Linked DNA regions of Muntiacus reevesi: region 1 is linked to region 2. A link is a contact called in public Hi-C data. All regions are on one chromosome and are shown on one strand. Each heading gives the region's core, a stretch centred on a gene start, on an enhancer-like site or on the middle of the called end of the contact. The rest is flanking DNA. Distances are from core to core; before and after follow the strand shown. Region 1 holds the start of CHRNE (cholinergic receptor nicotinic epsilon subunit). Region 2 holds the start of ARRB2 (arrestin beta 2).

Evidence for each region. Hi-C and Micro-C count contacts between places; a contact is called where the count stands out from the background.
Region 1: a contact with region 2 is called in a Hi-C map of muscle, with 6 times the contacts expected there. The contact joins the promoter of CHRNE here to the promoter of ARRB2 in region 2. A contact is called at or near these places in 2 of 3 Hi-C or Micro-C datasets (blood and muscle).

Annotation. Positions count from the first base shown.
Region 1 is chr18:35,457,875-35,462,045 of mMunRee1.1, reverse strand. CHRNE (cholinergic receptor nicotinic epsilon subunit) reads left to right here and starts at 1,527. Exons shown (of 12, transcript XM_065909231.1): 1 at 1,527-1,721; 2 at 2,330-2,472; 3 at 2,591-2,635; 4 at 2,746-2,855; 5 at 2,998-3,153; 6 at 3,449-3,549; 7 at 3,928-4,128. The coding sequence starts at 1,547.
Region 2 is chr18:35,301,157-35,305,224 of mMunRee1.1, reverse strand. ARRB2 (arrestin beta 2) reads right to left here and starts at 2,534. Exons shown (of 15, transcript XM_065909749.1): 1 at 2,424-2,534. The coding sequence starts at 2,446. It overlaps PELP1 (proline, glutamate and leucine rich protein 1), which reads left to right. Exons shown (of 19, transcript XM_065909741.1): 3 at 425-510.

The DNA.
Region 1 (4,171 bases), core at 278-2,777, 160 kb before region 2:
CATTCCTCTTATATGCAAGCTCTTGTGCTACTGCATCAGGGTGGGAAATGTCAGACAGTTGTTGTTGTTGTTAAGTTACTAAGTCATGTCAGAAACCCAAGGGTGGGACTTCCCTGTGGTTCAGTAGCTAAGACTCGGTGCTCCCAATGCAGGGGCCTCACGCTCGATCCCTGGCCAGGATGCTAGATCCCACATGCTGCAACTAAGAGTTTGAATGCCCCAACTAAGACTCGGTGCAGCCAAATAAATATTTTTTAAAAAAGAAGAAAACCCAAGGGCAGGGTGAGGAAATGTTGCTCCAACCTTCGGTCCAGCTGGCTGTCCCAGCTGCTTCACTGTTATGCCACTATATACACCCCTTCCGCCATCTCTTGCTCCTATTTGGCCCCAATTCTAATTCCTGACTCTGGGGCTCAGAAAGTGGTCAGACTGGCTCCTTTTCCTTATAGGGATCAATTAGAAAATCCTCTGTTAGTTTCTGGGGCACAGGGACCTGGTCTGGTATCAACAGCTAAGACTCAGCAGGGAACCCAGTTTGGGTCAGACGCCACTCCCTGGCAGAGCAATTTGCCTTGCACGTTATCCCCCACTGACTGTGGGGGACTGTAATAAGGAAGAACCTTTTGTGTTCTATTATGTTAATCACTAAAGAAACATTGCCTATAAGCTTAAATTATACATAATGGCCCATCTCTGGGAACTCTGTCTGTTAGGTAATGAGCATTAAGCTAAAATACCTTTGTTTAGCTCACTGGAAACATCGTGACCAGGCCCACAGCTAAGTGGCTGCAGGAAGGAAATTTAACACATCCCCTATAGAGTCTGGCTGGAACCAGGACTTGGCCACCCGCCCTCTCCCCAACTTAAATAGAAGAGAAACCTGACTTCTGATTCAGAGAAAATGGTTCATAGAGACACTAGTCCACTGTCTTCATCTGTTGGCGTTCCAAATAAAGTTGCCCAACAACTTGTCTCTCGATTTATTGGCCTGTCATGTGGCAAGCAGCAGGAGCTTGGACTCAGTAACATGACCTTGGACCTGACCTGGAGTCCTCTTGATACGTTTAGGACAATGGCAACTGCTTTGGTGGACTGGTGTGAGGAAGAACATGTAAGTGTAAAGAGTGCTTCTTACCCCATAAGGAAACACACGGGAAATTTCTTAAAGCAGATTCCTGGCCCCTCCTCTGTGTCATCTTACTAAACTGGGATTCTTTGGGGATGGAGCCTAGGAAACTGCATTTGAAACAAGCATCCCCAGTGATTGCTTAGGGTGGTCCAAGGAGATTTAGGAAAGACTGAAAGGTGAGTTTTGAAGGAGGTGGGGCAGACAGTAACTTTCAGATGTGGCCACAAGGTGGCAACAGAGAGATGAGAAACAGGGATCTCTGCAGGTGCCCACCCAGACAGAGCTGCAGGTGGGCAGACACTGGGACTGGCTCTGGGAGGAGGTGGGCCCTGTTCTGTGGCACCATCTCTTTTGCCATGTAGAGTTTGTTATTGCAGGCTAATCCCCTGTGGCTGCCTGTCTCATTACCGGATCTTTATGGACACTCTGCTTTTGCCAAACTCTGACGGCGGAAACTGCATTTGTGTGACCTTGGTTGGGCTATGGGTAGTACTGAGTGTAGCAGGCAAGGGATGTCACCTGTGCAGGGCAGCTGACTCAGAGGACACCAGTGCAGTGCTGAAAGCAGGACCTTCCACACCCCCTCTGCCAGGTTTGTGGTTCCAGGTGTTCTTAAAGGACCTGCCCACCAGCATCGGGCCTGCTCCAGTCATGAGAGGATCGGGGCTGGGGCTGGACAGCTGGCTGAAGCCCAGGCAGAGAAGGCTGGGATGGGGTGGGGGCAGGGAACTCAGGATGGGGCAGCTGCCTCTGGAAGCAGCCAAGATGTCCCTGGCGGCAGCAGGGGTAGTCAGAGCCCGGAACTAACACCCTCCTCCCCCTCACTCACACACCCTGGCCTGCCCCTGTCCGAGCCTGCCAGAGCTCAGAATAACCTGGGGGACCAGACAGTGGAATGGCAGCGGCTCTGCTCTGCGCCCTGCTCCTCTTGCCGCTTCTTGGTATGGGCCAGGGTCGGGGGAAGAGGTGGGACACACACACACAGGACATGGACATAAAGGGACCGGACAAAGACCGACTGAGACGTAGACAGACATATTTGGTCCCCAGGCACAATATCACTGGTTCAGGAGACAGGCATGGGAAAATACACAGCCTCAGAGACAATCAGAGAAGCGGAGACCTGTAGACCCGGAGGCAGAGCAGAGCGGCTGCTCAGCCTCTCCATGTCCTGACCCTGCTGCTTGGCCCCATCCCCAGGCAGAGGTCAGGGGAAGAACGAGGAGCTGCGCCTTTACCACTACCTCTTCGACAACTATGACCCAGGACGCCGGCCAGTGCAGGAGCCCGAGGACATTGTCACCATCTCCCTCAAAGTCACCCTGACCAACCTCATCTCCCTGGTAAGATACCGGCACCTGCACCCGAGCGCCATCTGGGAGCCTAAAATCCCACTTCTGGCCCCAAGCGCTCAACTCTCTCCTAAAGCTCTCCCCCATCATCTTCATCTCCCACCCGCAGAACGAGAAAGAGGAGACCCTCACCACCAGCGTCTGGATTGGAATCGTGAGTCGAGGCTGGGGAACAGTGAGAGATCTGGTCTAGGGGACCCTTTTCTCCCAAACGCCTCACAGGCAGCGGGGCACACGTCCTTCCGTCCCCTCCCCCGCCCCTAGGACTGGCAAGATTACCGACTCAACTACAGCAAGGGCGACTTTGGGGGCGTAGAAACCCTGCGGGTCCCTTCGGAACTCGTATGGTTGCCAGAGATTGTGCTGGAAAACAAGTGAGGACCGGGCCAGACTGGAGCGAAGCCGAGGTCTGAGGAGGGGTGGGGGTTAGGCTGGACCTGGTTGGGGCAGGGGTGTTGCTCGGGGGGCGAGGGAGCCGCAGATCTGGGCCAACTCTCAGTTTCCTGGAGCCCACAGTATCGACGGCCAGTTCGGGGTGGCCTACGAGGCCAATGTGCTGGTCTCCGAGGGCGGCTACGTGAGCTGGTTGCCCCCGGCTATCTACCGCAGCACCTGCGCCGTGGAGGTCACCTACTTCCCTTTCGACTGGCAGAACTGCTCGCTTGTTTTCCGGTGGGAAGACTTGTTCGAAGGCCCGGGCAATTGAGGGATTAAGGGGTGGGGCCAGGTGTGCGGGGGCGGGGAGACTTCTAATCCGGGGCGGGGCTTTGTGCTGGAGGTGGGGCTAGGCATTCGAAGGAGATAGCGCGCTCTAGTGGGTGAGAAGTAGGGGTGGAAACCCAGGCTTGGAGGCGGGGCCTGGGTAATCAGGTGGAGCGTAATTCCCCTGCCAGAACCCAGCTTCCAGGGCGGGGCCTCAGGCCCGGGTCCCAACCTCTGGGTCGGGGCCCGGATCCTGGCTCCGCAGCTCCCAGACGTACAATGCCGAAGAAGTGGAGTTTGTCTTTGCGGTGGACGACGAGGGCGAGACCATCAGCAAGATCGATATCGACACTGAGGCCTATACTGGTTAGGTCCCCCTACTGCTCCGAAAAACCCGCTTCTAGACGGGTCCCGAGAGGGAACTTGCACAGTGGGGTTGCCCTGGGCCCTCGATGCTGGGACTGACTTTGACAGCCCTGCTTTAACTTGAGCCTTCCCTGAAATCATTCTTGATTGTCGGCCTCGTACTCCTTCCTCCCTTGTGGTGGTTCCGTAAGCTCCCTGGGAACGCCCTTTTCTGACTCAATTACCAGCCCACCTGCCCCACCTGCCCTCGCCCAGATAGCTTTCATTCTCTCCTCGCCTGGAGTTGCAGGACCCCCACCGTCAGATATGGGGACGGAGAGCAGAGCAGGGCGCCACATTCCCCGAGAGCCGGCTGACCGCGCCTCTCCCACCCTGCAGAGAACGGCGAGTGGGCCATCGACTTCTGCCCCGGGGTGATCCGCCGCCACAACGGTGACTCTGCGGGTGGCCCAGGGGAAACTGACGTCATCTACTCGCTCATTATTCGCCGGAAGCCGCTATTCTACGTTATTAACATCATCGTGCCCTGCGTGCTCATCTCGGGCCTGGTGCTGCTCGCCTACTTCTTGCCCGCGCAGGGTATGCGAGTCGCCCAGACCCCAAACCTGGGCCCTTCCTGGGG
Region 2 (4,068 bases), core at 1,285-3,784:
AACCCGCCTACCAATGCAGGAGACATAAGAGACAAGGGTTCGATCCCTGGGTTGGGATGATACCCTGGAGGAGGGCATGGCAACCCACTCCAGTATTCTTGCCTGGAGAATCCCATGGACAGAGGAACCAGGTGGGCTGCAGTCCGTGGGGTCACAAAGAACTGGACACGACTGAGTGACTTAGCACACATGTAGTGTGATAACGTGCAGTTAGCTGTGTATCATCTATTTCACTAGACTGTGGGCAACAGAGGCCTTATTGATTTAGATGTCCCCAGCCATAAGCCAGACACCATGATACTGCCTAACATTTATTGGGTGAATGGTTCATGCCCTATAGTGTTGCAAGTGTTTCAGGTGTGTTAATTTCATTTAATACTCTTAGCAATCCAGTAATGGAGGTCCTAATATTCCTATTTTACAGGTGAGGAAACTGAAGCCCAGGAGAGGTCAAGTATTTTGCCTGAGGTCACGGAGAGTGTAAATGGTGGAATTCGGGTACAGACAGAGGTACTCTGGCTCTTCATCACTAAATGATTGTACTATCCTGCCTCTGTTCTTGGCATTATGTTTGTTGGAGTGAAGGACAGTTTGCTTTCTGGTTGCTGAAATGGTCTAAGCCTGGACTCCACCCACTGCTGGGAGGATAGGGAGATGTCTGGCAACCCCTGTGCCCTGGACACTTGTGGGCCTGTTCTCTCCTGCCCCACCTCACTCCTACCAATCCACTCTGCCTCAGCAGTGATACCCGGGAAGGGTCCCCAGGTAGTAGAAACTGAAATCCTGCCACCTGGCCCATCCACTGTAACAACGTCACATGCCCCTTCTTCCCAGAATGCCAAGTTATCCAGAGACCATAAGGCATAGGGTACAGAGGCCCCCAGGTGCCCCCATCCAGTAAAGGAGGGCAGACACTGGTGTGGTGGGAACTAGGATAAGCACCCTATCTCTTGTCCCCACCTGGGGGCTGACTGCTGTGGCAGCCTTCAGCTCTCCCTCCCCCTTGCTTCTGGTTTTCCTTTTTGTCCCAGTGTTTCTTCCCATCAGGAGTCCTTGGCAGAGGGTTGGGACAGCCACAGTCCGTTGGACAACTGGAGTGTGGTTCTGGAGTAATTGCCCTGAAGCAGTTGCAGGGCACCTGCCCTTTGGATCCTAACCCAGCCAGCCTCCTGCCGGCTAGGGAGGAGCAAGCATGTGTATACTGAAGCTGGCCAAGAAGGCGGAGTGTCGGGTGACCTGAGAGGTGCCCGGCAGGTGGGGGGAGAGGGGGGCGGCAGAAGCAGATGCCCCTTCACACTTCCTGCTATTCTCTCCATTTCCTGTGGCCCAGAATTTGATGGAGGTGGGAGGAATTGTGCCAAGTCAGCAGTCCCCGTGTGGTCCATCCGTCCCCCTCCCTGAACCACATAACGGAAATCTGGGGCCTCCCTCAAGTCAGCGACTTCCCCTTTTGCTGTGTTTAACCCCTAATCCAGGACACCAGTCGTCCCTCTGATCACCTCTCCAGTATCAGTCGACTGGGTGCTCAGGAACCTGTGATTTCCTACTCTATGGGTGGGGAGCTGTGGGGCTGGTAAAATGTTTTGCAGAACAAGTGACAGCTCAGAACCAGGGGCCCATTCCTGATCCTCTCTGGAGAGAAGCAAATAGCCCCAATCTTTTTCCTCTTTTGTTCCTGCTCCCCAGAGACTCAGGCATTCACCCCCGGAGGTGTTGGGTCACAACAGGAAGTGGATTTTGCTAGAGACCAAAAAAGAGAACTCGGGGTGTCAGTGGAAGGAAAGAGCCTCGATTGCACAGAAAACATCCGGGGAGTGGATGGCGTGCCCTGGGCAGATACAGCCTCCCCTCACCCCCGGGAATAGGGATAAGGCCCAGAATTGGGGAGGGTCGCCAAGCACTCTTTGCTCCCCCAAAATGAAGCTGTTGCTCCTAGCAACCCCGGGGAAAGGAGAAGTTTGGAAGCAGAGCCACCCGGCCCTTGGGACCGGTGGGGGCAGCCCGACTGCCTGTGGGGTATTGGATAGGAGGCTTTCAAGTGGCTGGGCACGAGTCTTGGGGGGGGATCCTGCCCCTGGCATCTAGCCTGCCCACACCCGTCCCCTCCGGGCCGGCCACCTGCTCCTTCCTCCGCCCCTGCAACGCAGGCTGCACCGGAGAACCCAGTCGTCCGGCCCCCCACATCTCTGCGAGAACCCCGATGCAGGTTTCTTGATCTTCAGCCCTCGCTTTCTGCAGGGGCTGTGGCATGCCTTCCCCTCATTATCCTCGAGAACCTAGGCGTGCGGCCCCGGATGGCTGTCCCCTACGGACCCAGGCGTCCGGCCCCCGAATTCTCTCCCTGGTGTTCCTGTCTGGGTACCGTCCCGGCACCCGCCCGGTGCCGCCGCCCACGTCCCGCCGAATGGCCCCACCTCTCTTACCTGGTCCCGGGTTTCTCCCCCATCGTGCGCGCGCCCGCCGCCCGCCCGGTTCGCGGAGAGCTCACAGCCTTCTAGCCCTCTGCCAGGTCCCTGCTCCTCCCCGCGCCACTGCGCACGCGCGCCCCCGCGCTCTCTCCACTACCCCCGCCTCTTCTCCCCCCCTCCCAACTTGGATCCTGGGGAACCGGGGCCAGATGCGTCAGCCCGGATCGCGCGCGCCACGGCGCTGCCCGCCCTCTTCTCACAGGCACGCGCGGTGATTGGCTCCGCCCGGCCCCCTCCGCCCTCCATCCCCACCCCTGCCAAGGAATCCCTCCCCGGCGCGCGCGGTCTCTACACACTGCTCCTCCCGCCCATCTCTCCGCCCCTCCGCACCCGCTTAGGAACTGATTGGGCCCCCTCAAAAGAAGGCGCCCGCCTTCCAGGAGATTAAAGCATTCTGATTGGCTCCCTGCATCCAGCACCCTGCAGGGGTTCCCTCCCCTTTGTTTGCTTTCTCAGTGGCGTTGGAGGCTGCGGGGATGCTGGGGGCGGTGGGTGAGCTCGAACGCAGTCTAGGAAGGAGGATAAGGGGATGCACAGGTGCGTGAGCGGTTCCAGTTGCGTGACGCTCGCCTATCGCGCGCCGCTCACCCCAGAGCTTGTAGCCTTCTTTGGCCCTCCCGCCCACTTCTTTATTGTGGTGTGTCAGCTCCCTCTGGTGTCTCTCTTTGATCTTCTCAGGGTTACTTCTCCTAAATTCTCTTACTACTCTTCTCCATCCATTCATCGAAGTTAACATCCATTCATGCATCCATCCATCTATCCATGTCTGTTTTGTGCTAATCACTATACTAGGCAATGGGAAGACAGACATGAATTAACATCGCCCCTGCCTTCCTCGTATGGTTGAGGAGACATATGAAGAGGTATTATGATTCCAGGAATGCTATAATAGAGGTATGACTCAGAAGACAAAGTGACTCCCAGAGCTTGGCTGGGGGAGGGATGGAGTCAGTGCAGGCTGTCCAGAGGAGGGGACATTTGAGGATAATCTTTCTGAAGGGTGGGCAGAAGTTGGGAAAGGGTATGCCAAAGAGAGAGAAAGGCAAGGCACATCCTATTATGAGGTGCTTGTGGGGGTAGAGGGCAGGAGAGAGAAGGCTGAAGAGGATGACTGGAACAGGGTGTGAATGATTTTGTATAGCAGGTAAAGGAATGAGGCTTCCCAGGTGATGGAGTGGCAAAGAATCCACTTACCAATGCAGGAGATGCGGGTTCGATCCCTGGGTCGGGAAGATCCCCTGGAGTAGGAAATGACAACCCACTCCAGTATTCTTGCCTGGAAAAATCCCATAAACAGAGGAGCCTGGCAGGCTACAGTCCATGAGGTCACAAAAGAGACGGTAATGACTGAGCAGGAGCAGCTCAGCAGCTAAAGAAATGAACCAGGAGCCTCCCCTGGAGGAAGACACGTGGATCCAGTAGTGGATCTGCTCTTTAAGGCAAGGAGTGGAGTGGCATGATGAGACTTCTCCTTTAGGAAGATAATTCCGGGCAGTGTGGAGGGTGAAGGGAGTGGGGCACAACTGTCATAGACTGAAACTAATCAAGGAGAGAAGATGAACAATAGAATGGAAGGGAGAAGGGGGACCAGGCTGAAGAG